2 separate regions of the Mus musculus genome follow, and region 2 is linked to region 1. The links are chromatin contacts, called in public promoter capture Hi-C maps. All regions are on one chromosome and are shown on one strand. The core of a region is the stretch at or near the end of the contact, and the rest is flanking DNA. Distances in the headings are between cores, read along the strand shown.

Evidence for each region. Promoter capture Hi-C pulls out the DNA fragments that hold promoters and counts their contacts.
Region 2: a promoter capture Hi-C map of hippocampal neurons shows a contact between it and region 1, with 2.5 times the contacts expected there. The contact joins two enhancer-like sites. A contact is called at or near these places in 10 of 39 promoter capture datasets (the 3T3-L1 cell line, the C10 cell line, cranial neural crest and 6 more), 1 of 15 datasets of contacts at CTCF or cohesin (the NIH/3T3 cell line) and 3 of 9 other capture datasets (adipose tissue, liver and pancreatic islet).

The regions. Positions count from the first base shown.
Region 1 is chr12:76,298,833-76,302,214 of GRCm38.p6, forward strand. Mthfd1 (methylenetetrahydrofolate dehydrogenase (NADP+ dependent), methenyltetrahydrofolate cyclohydrolase, formyltetrahydrofolate synthase) reads left to right here. Exons shown (of 28, transcript NM_138745.2): 17 at 1,556-1,632; 18 at 2,426-2,566. Among named protein-coding and RNA genes, the nearest start is that of Gm40443, 23 kb to the right of the region's middle. Within about 2 kb of position 1,774, at least 9 of the 459 cell types and tissues checked have an H3K27ac peak or open chromatin away from gene starts, as enhancers often do. A contact at or near this core is called in hippocampal neurons, where this site is marked.
Region 2 is chr12:76,429,114-76,432,618 of GRCm38.p6, forward strand. All of the region lies in intron 6 of Ppp1r36 (protein phosphatase 1, regulatory subunit 36), which reads left to right. Among named protein-coding and RNA genes, the nearest start is that of Ppp1r36, 13 kb to the left of the region's middle. Within about 2 kb of position 1,783, at least 16 of the 459 cell types and tissues checked have an H3K27ac peak or open chromatin away from gene starts, as enhancers often do. A contact at or near this core is called in hippocampal neurons, where this site is marked.

The sequences.
Region 1 (3,382 bases), core at 524-3,023:
CATCTGTTAGGAGAATTTAATCCATTGTCTAATCATTTCCTTTAGCGTGTATCTGTGTGTGTTTGGGGTTCAGGTGTAGAGCGCGTCTTACTGTGTAGTCTACACTGACCTTGAACTCCTCAGCCTTGCATGAAGTGCCACATCTGGCTGCTATTCCTTTCCTGATGTTTATTGGTTTGCTACAAATGAAACAGTAAGGGAGGAGCCTACAGAAGCTCTGTGTGCATCCTCCTCCCTGAGTCTCAGCCAGCTTGAAAAGTCATCGTTTTACACAACTAAATAGATAACAAGCAGTGGTGTGATGATGTTATTCTAAGTCTTCAACTTTACCTCTGTTCCTCAGTGCAGTGGGGGATCAGTTTCTCTAGATAGAGCTGAAAGTTGCATCCCTCCAGACTCTTGTCCTTGCTGGTGACCATGCCACTCCTGGGGTACTTCACCTCCTTAACATTCCAAGGGCTCTGGGAGCCTGGTTCTGTAAACCCACAGCAAAGATATGTCTTTTTGGATTCTATACATAGGGGAAGAAAAAGCAGGAGTCCACTAAACAGTGAGGGGTATGGAGCCCTGGGGAGCGAGGTTTGGCGGCTGGTGGTTGGCCTGTCCAGGTTACCTGAGGTTATACTAGTGGGTATATAGTCTGTCTGTCATCACCAGAGAATGTGCTAAGGAGAGGCCAGGCCTGAGAGCTAGAGTTCTTTGCAGGCATCTGCACTTGGTCTGAGTTGATGGCTCTTGTGTGGGGTGTATGGTCAGCGAGTCGCCCACAGAACAATCCACACCTCAGCTTTTTCATAAACTGGGTCACTCTGTGTTTCTCTGCTAATATAGAATGTGCTTTGAAGTAGAGTCCAGATTTCATAATTGTTTGAATTCTTTAGAAGGAACGAAGTTTATCCACTCCAAATTCCTTTTGCTTTAAGTGCCATCTCTCTGCATTTCTGGCCTGTGGCCGTGTCTCTTACACCGTAGTCTAGCTTTGTAGACCATTTCTGAAATCAAGTATTAATAAGCTATCGTTAGACAAGATTTGTTGTTTTAAAACTCTGTTGCTAGAGTGGACATGGTAATGCGCACCTTCAACCTCAACATTCAGGAGGTTAGGGACAGGGGGATCTCTGTAAATTTGAGGCCAGTATGGTCTACATAGTAAGTTCCAGGGCTGCCAGAGCTTCATAATAGAGATCTTGTCTCTGAAAGAACAACAACAACAACAACAACACACACACACACACACACACACACACACATACTCATGTGCATGCACACATACTAAATGCTGTTCCTCCCTTTAGCTTTATGGGCCCTACATCTCTATGGAATTATTTATTTTTGAGACAGGGTCATGCTCCCTAGCCCAGGAAAGCCATAACTTTGTTATTGTCCTGCCTCAGCTCTCAGAGTACTGGTGTTCCAGGTGTGTGCTATCTACCCTGTGTTTCTCCCTCCTCCCTCCCTCCCTCCCTTTCTTTACCTTACCACTGAACTATATCCCCATTCCTTTATTCATGTACCTTTTCTTAAGCACTGTTCCTGCCCTCCCTTTCTGCCATAGTGTTGGACACCAACGATAGATTCCTGAGGAAGATCACAATTGGACAGTCTCCAACAGAGAAAGGCCACACACGCACGGTAACTGTTCATCTCCAGTAATTGCTCCATGGGAACTAGCTCTCGCTGCCTCCATCCTCCTCCATCGCCTCCCTACGACCACACCGGCAGGTGTTGTTCTGCCTTCTCCCTTTTAAAATGGAAGTGAGTAGGTGTGGCACGGAGCGCTCCTGACAGCTTGTGCAATAAATCCATGTGTCACCTGTGTGGTTTTCCCCAGCATTCTCTCCTGGAGGTGGAGAACCCCGAGTGAATATTCTTGCATATAAATTAATTAAAATTGTTTCTCTTCTGTGGCCATTTGACTGTATATATCCTCAGTGTAAGAGTACCTGTTTTGTCCCCTTTGTGTTAGGGAAACTAACCAATATTCCAAGCTGCTTTCTCAGAGATAAAATGATAGCTCACTGGCCATGCTACAGCTTTTTATTTTTAAGGGTGATCTTATGCAGCTCAGACTGGCCTCAAGCTTATTATAGCCGAGGGTGACTTTGAACTCTGCTCCTCCATGAGCTGGGATTATAAGCGTGTACGACCTCACCTGTTATCTGAGGTGCTGGGGATCAGGTGTTCAGGGCTTTGTGCATGCTGGGCAAGTGCTCTGCCCCAATGCTACAATCCCTAGAACACTGACTTTTAAGAAAAAATGATTATTCAAGGCCTCTGAACAATTATAAATTTCTCAACTGTTGGAAGATTACTTAGTTATTTCTAATCCATCCTTGTTAGCTATTTGTCTGAGCCAAAAGAGATGCCTCTGATATTCCTCCTCCTGGTTTGACACAAAGGGTCTTCTTTATCTCTCTGCCCACAGGCCCAGTTTGATATCTCTGTGGCCAGTGAGATCATGGCAGTCCTGGCCCTCACGAGCTCTCTGGAAGACATGAGAGAGAGACTGGGCAGAATGGTGGTAGCGTCCAGTAAGAAAGGGGAGCCTATCAGTTGCGAAGACCTGGTGAGTGACAGGCAGGGAGGGTCTAGCATCCCGGGGTCTTTCAGTGATTGTTAAAAGCAGAGATTATGCTCTGCTCAAAATGATGCAATTAACTGATTGACTGATTGCAAAAGTTATGAAATTTATATTTTTAGACGTTCTTCATAGCGAATGATGGTAGTAGTGTTGGGCTCTTATGACAGGCCACAAGTGCCAGGTGACTTGAATGATGCTTTCTTCCTGCAAGTGTCTTCCTGAGCAAGCCCTGACTACAGATCATGTGACCATCTAGAGTCCCCCCCCAAGTGTTTGCCTCCCCATGACACTTGGTTTAGAAGGACTCAATGGCCAGTTTGGCCAATAGTCTTCTAACTGAGTCTCTCTCTCATTTGCTTGTTTAGTGTTTTGCTGTTGTTGTCTCTTTAGACAGGGTCTCTCTATGTCTGGCTGTCCTGGAACGCTATGTATATATGTATATCTGGCTATGTATACTAGGCTGGCCTGAATGTCACAGAGTTCCACTCTGCCTCCCAAGTACTGAAATTAAAAGTGTCTGCCACTATGCCCATATAGTCCAGGCTATCCCCAAATCAATAGCCATCTAGTTTAGCCCCACCCACCCCCGAGTTCTGAGATTATAATGATGGTTCTCAATCCTCCTAATGCTACAGCCCTTTGATACAGTTGCTTTCATTGCGGTGGCCCCCAACCATAAAATGATTTTTGTTGCTATTTTATAACTGTAATTTTGTTACTGTTATGAATCATATTTTTTAGAGATTGAGGTTCGCCAAGGGGTCATAACGTTCAGGTTGAGAACTAACAGATCATAAGCAT
Region 2 (3,505 bases), core at 533-3,032, 130 kb after region 1:
CCTCCCAAGTGCTGGCGTGCACCACCACTGCCCAGCGTCTAGGAAACATTTTACACAGGAGAATTTGCTTTGTTTTAAAGCTCACTGAGCAGTTCACACAGGAATTCTCATAATGAAACATTGCAGCAAGCGTACATCAGCACCGTTCAATGATGAGATATAATGAGAGCCATATTTGCAACTTAAAATGGTCTACATCATCATCATCTTCTTCATCATTGGTTTTTCAAGACAAGGTTTCTCTATGTAGCCCTGGCTGTCCTGGAACTTGCTCTTGTACATCAGGCTGGTCTCAAACTCAGAGATCCACCTGCCTCTGCCTCCCAAGTGCTGAGACTAGAGGCCTGCACCACCACCGCTGCTGGACCCAAAATTTTCTAATGCATTATTAGAAATTTTTATTTTTAATATTATTTAATATTTTTGATAATAAAACATTTTAATGTTTTTATTTTTAAAGATACAAAATGACATCTATCTAAAGTTAATTTAAATAATTATTTTATCCAACCTATTGAGTTAAAAATATTATGATGATAACATGTAGTCAACACTAGGATGTTACTATTTTAAAATAATTCTATTTTTAAAATTGTATTCCTTCTTTGTGCATACATATATGCTATATACATGTGTGTGTGCATGCATTTGTATGTGCAGGTGAGTGTGTATAGTGTATGCATGTGTATGCATGTGGTGTATGCATGTAGGAGTGGGGTAGTATGCTCACATGCACATGCGCATGGGCATGTGAAGGCCTGAGGTCTCTAGCATTCCCACCATGTGTTTTTTTTGTTGTTGTTGTTTTGGTTTGGTTTGGTTTGGTTTTTTCGAGACAGGGTTTCTCTGTGTAGCCTCGGCTGTCCTGGAACTCACTCTGTAGACCAGGCTGGCCTCGAACTCAGAAATCCGCCTGCCTCTGCCTCCCAAGTGTTGGGATTAAAGGCGTGCTTCACCACGCCCCCCACCATGTGTTTTGAGACATGGCCTCTCACTGTATTCTTGCCGTAAGCTTGCTGATTTTCAGCTAGACTGGCTGGCCAAGGGCCCCAGGGACTTGTCTGTCTCATTTCCCCACAGAGCTGAGGTCACAGATGTCTGCCACCATGCCAAGTTTACACAGGGATGCTGGGGATCCAAGGCTGGATCCTTAAGCCTGAGCACCAACCACTTTACCTACTGAACCACCTCCCCAGCCCTGGGAGGCTAGCAATGGGAGACTTTACGTTTTTCTGTAATCTTTAGAATCTGCTCTCTTTCTCTCTCATTTCGTGTACATCAGTGATTTGCCTACATGTACATCTGTGTTAGGGTGTCGGATCCTCTGGAACTGGAGTTAGAGACATGTGGGTGCCGGGAATTGAACCAGGCTCCCCTGGAAGAGCAACCAGTGCTCTTGACTGCTGAGCCATCTCTCCAGCCTGAATCTAGTATCTCTAATGGCCTCCTCAATTCAGAGGAGTGCTCAGCAGGCACATATAGCTAGTGACTTCAACATGGAACCGTGCAGCGCTCTCTCGCTCCGTCTCCCTTTCTCTCTCTCCCTCTCTCTCATTTTTTTTTAAATGCTTACAAAATTCATGCTAAAAAGTTTGTAAGAGTTTGGTAACAAAAAGCTAAATTGTTAGTGGTTTTGTTTTTGTTTTTGTTTTTTTTAAGTAGATTTAGCTGGGGGGAGAACGTCCGTAGAAAACTTAACTGCACTGTTAGGCAGCAGTGGCTGAAAGACAAACTCTGGGAACTTGGAGCCCAGAACACAACACTGCCTCCTAGGCTAGGTGACCTTTCACAAGCTGTGGAACTTTCCAAGTGCCCAGGCTGTTCTGTTCTCCCCTCTGTGGGATTTCACTGTTAGGAATGCTGAGGAGGGCCATTGATTTGTTGCTACAGAATGTTTTTAAAATAGAAAACCCCGTATCTGACCAAGCCATTGGAGAAACAGTTTGTGAACTGATAGATGACCCTGGATAGCAGTTTTGTAATACTTCTGACACTGCTGTCCCTGCGATGCCACCAGGAGATTCGCAAAGTGAGTGTTATTTCAGGGTGGCATTTCCCAGCAGGGCAGCCAGAACACGAAGCGTTTCTATGACAGCATCCACAGCTGAGGCCAACTGTGGCTTACAACACTTGAGGAGCCTCAGAGTCCCAAGCTGGGCTCAGTGAGTTTGTCCAGCTCTTTGGCTGGTTTTGTTCTCCCATTTCTTTTAACTCTGAGGCTCATTACTGATCTAGCAAAGACATTTCTTTTACATATTAGCTTATAAGTTATAGAGAAGAAAGGTCTCCCAGCTAGTTTTTAAATGCACTGAAAACTAACCAGAACACAGCCAAATAGGAAAACAAAGCAGCCCAAATCTTCGATTATGGGTTCTGAACATCATGACAACTTTTCATTTTTCAAGTGTCTGGAAATCAGTCGTTTTATAACAGAGTTAAATATAGACTGTGTTAGGGTGTTTGCACAGAGGAAAAGAATTGATTTCAGTCCTGCAAAGTCAGTAACTGCCAAGCCCTTACGTCATAACTGGCTGCGTGCGAGCTTTCCTCTCATGCCACTTGTGTTTGTGGATTTTGAACATTACCTGTTTCTCTGATAGATAAATAATATCTGTAGGTCAGCTGGTGCTTGCCTTTGATCCCAGGACTTGGGAAACATTGGCAGGTGGATATTTATGAGTTTGAGGCCAGCTTCATCTACATAGTACGTTCCAGGGCAACCAGGGCTACATAGTGAGACACTCTGTCTCAATAATAATAATAATAGTTGTTATTTATTTTATATATTAATTTGTTACTTGTTATATATTTATTATAAAATTGTTATTGTGTATTGAATTTGGTGGTTTTGAGATGGTCTTATTTAGTTCAGTATGGCCTTATGATCAATATATCTCTGAGGTTGATCTTGAACTCCTGATCCTCCTGCCTAGTCTGTCAAGTCCTGGGATTGTGGGTGTGTGCTACCATGCCTAGCTCAGATTTTCAGAACTGAATATCTTTTTGTTTTGTTTTGTTTTTTAGAACAGTGTGTTTTCATTCACAAAATTTCTCCGTCTGACTTTGGATAATGCTTTTTAAAGAATAAATTTCTAAGAGGGATCAAAACGTACAATCACTTCTATGTCTCTTTAAATTCCCTTTCAAATGTTTTTTTGTTCTCATAGAATTATGCCAACTTCATTTTGGCAGCAATGTGTGTGATATTTCACTTTCCACAAGATTGTCAGTGTCGCAGTTTTCATTTTAGGTGAAGCTAGGGGTCGAACGCACGGTCCTGTGCACAAACTGCATCCCTACCCCTTCGCGTGCTAAGGACTGTGTTTGTCAGTTCAGGTGAACCTCTCACTGGATCAACTGTCTGAAGAATGTTTAAGGGTGGGGGATGTAGCTTAGTTGGTAGAGTGCTTGCTTAATACACACAAAGCCATCATGGTGGTTCAGTCTGTAATCCCAGCACTTGGGAGGTGGAGGCAGAGAGAGCAGATTCACAGGTGTTCATAGT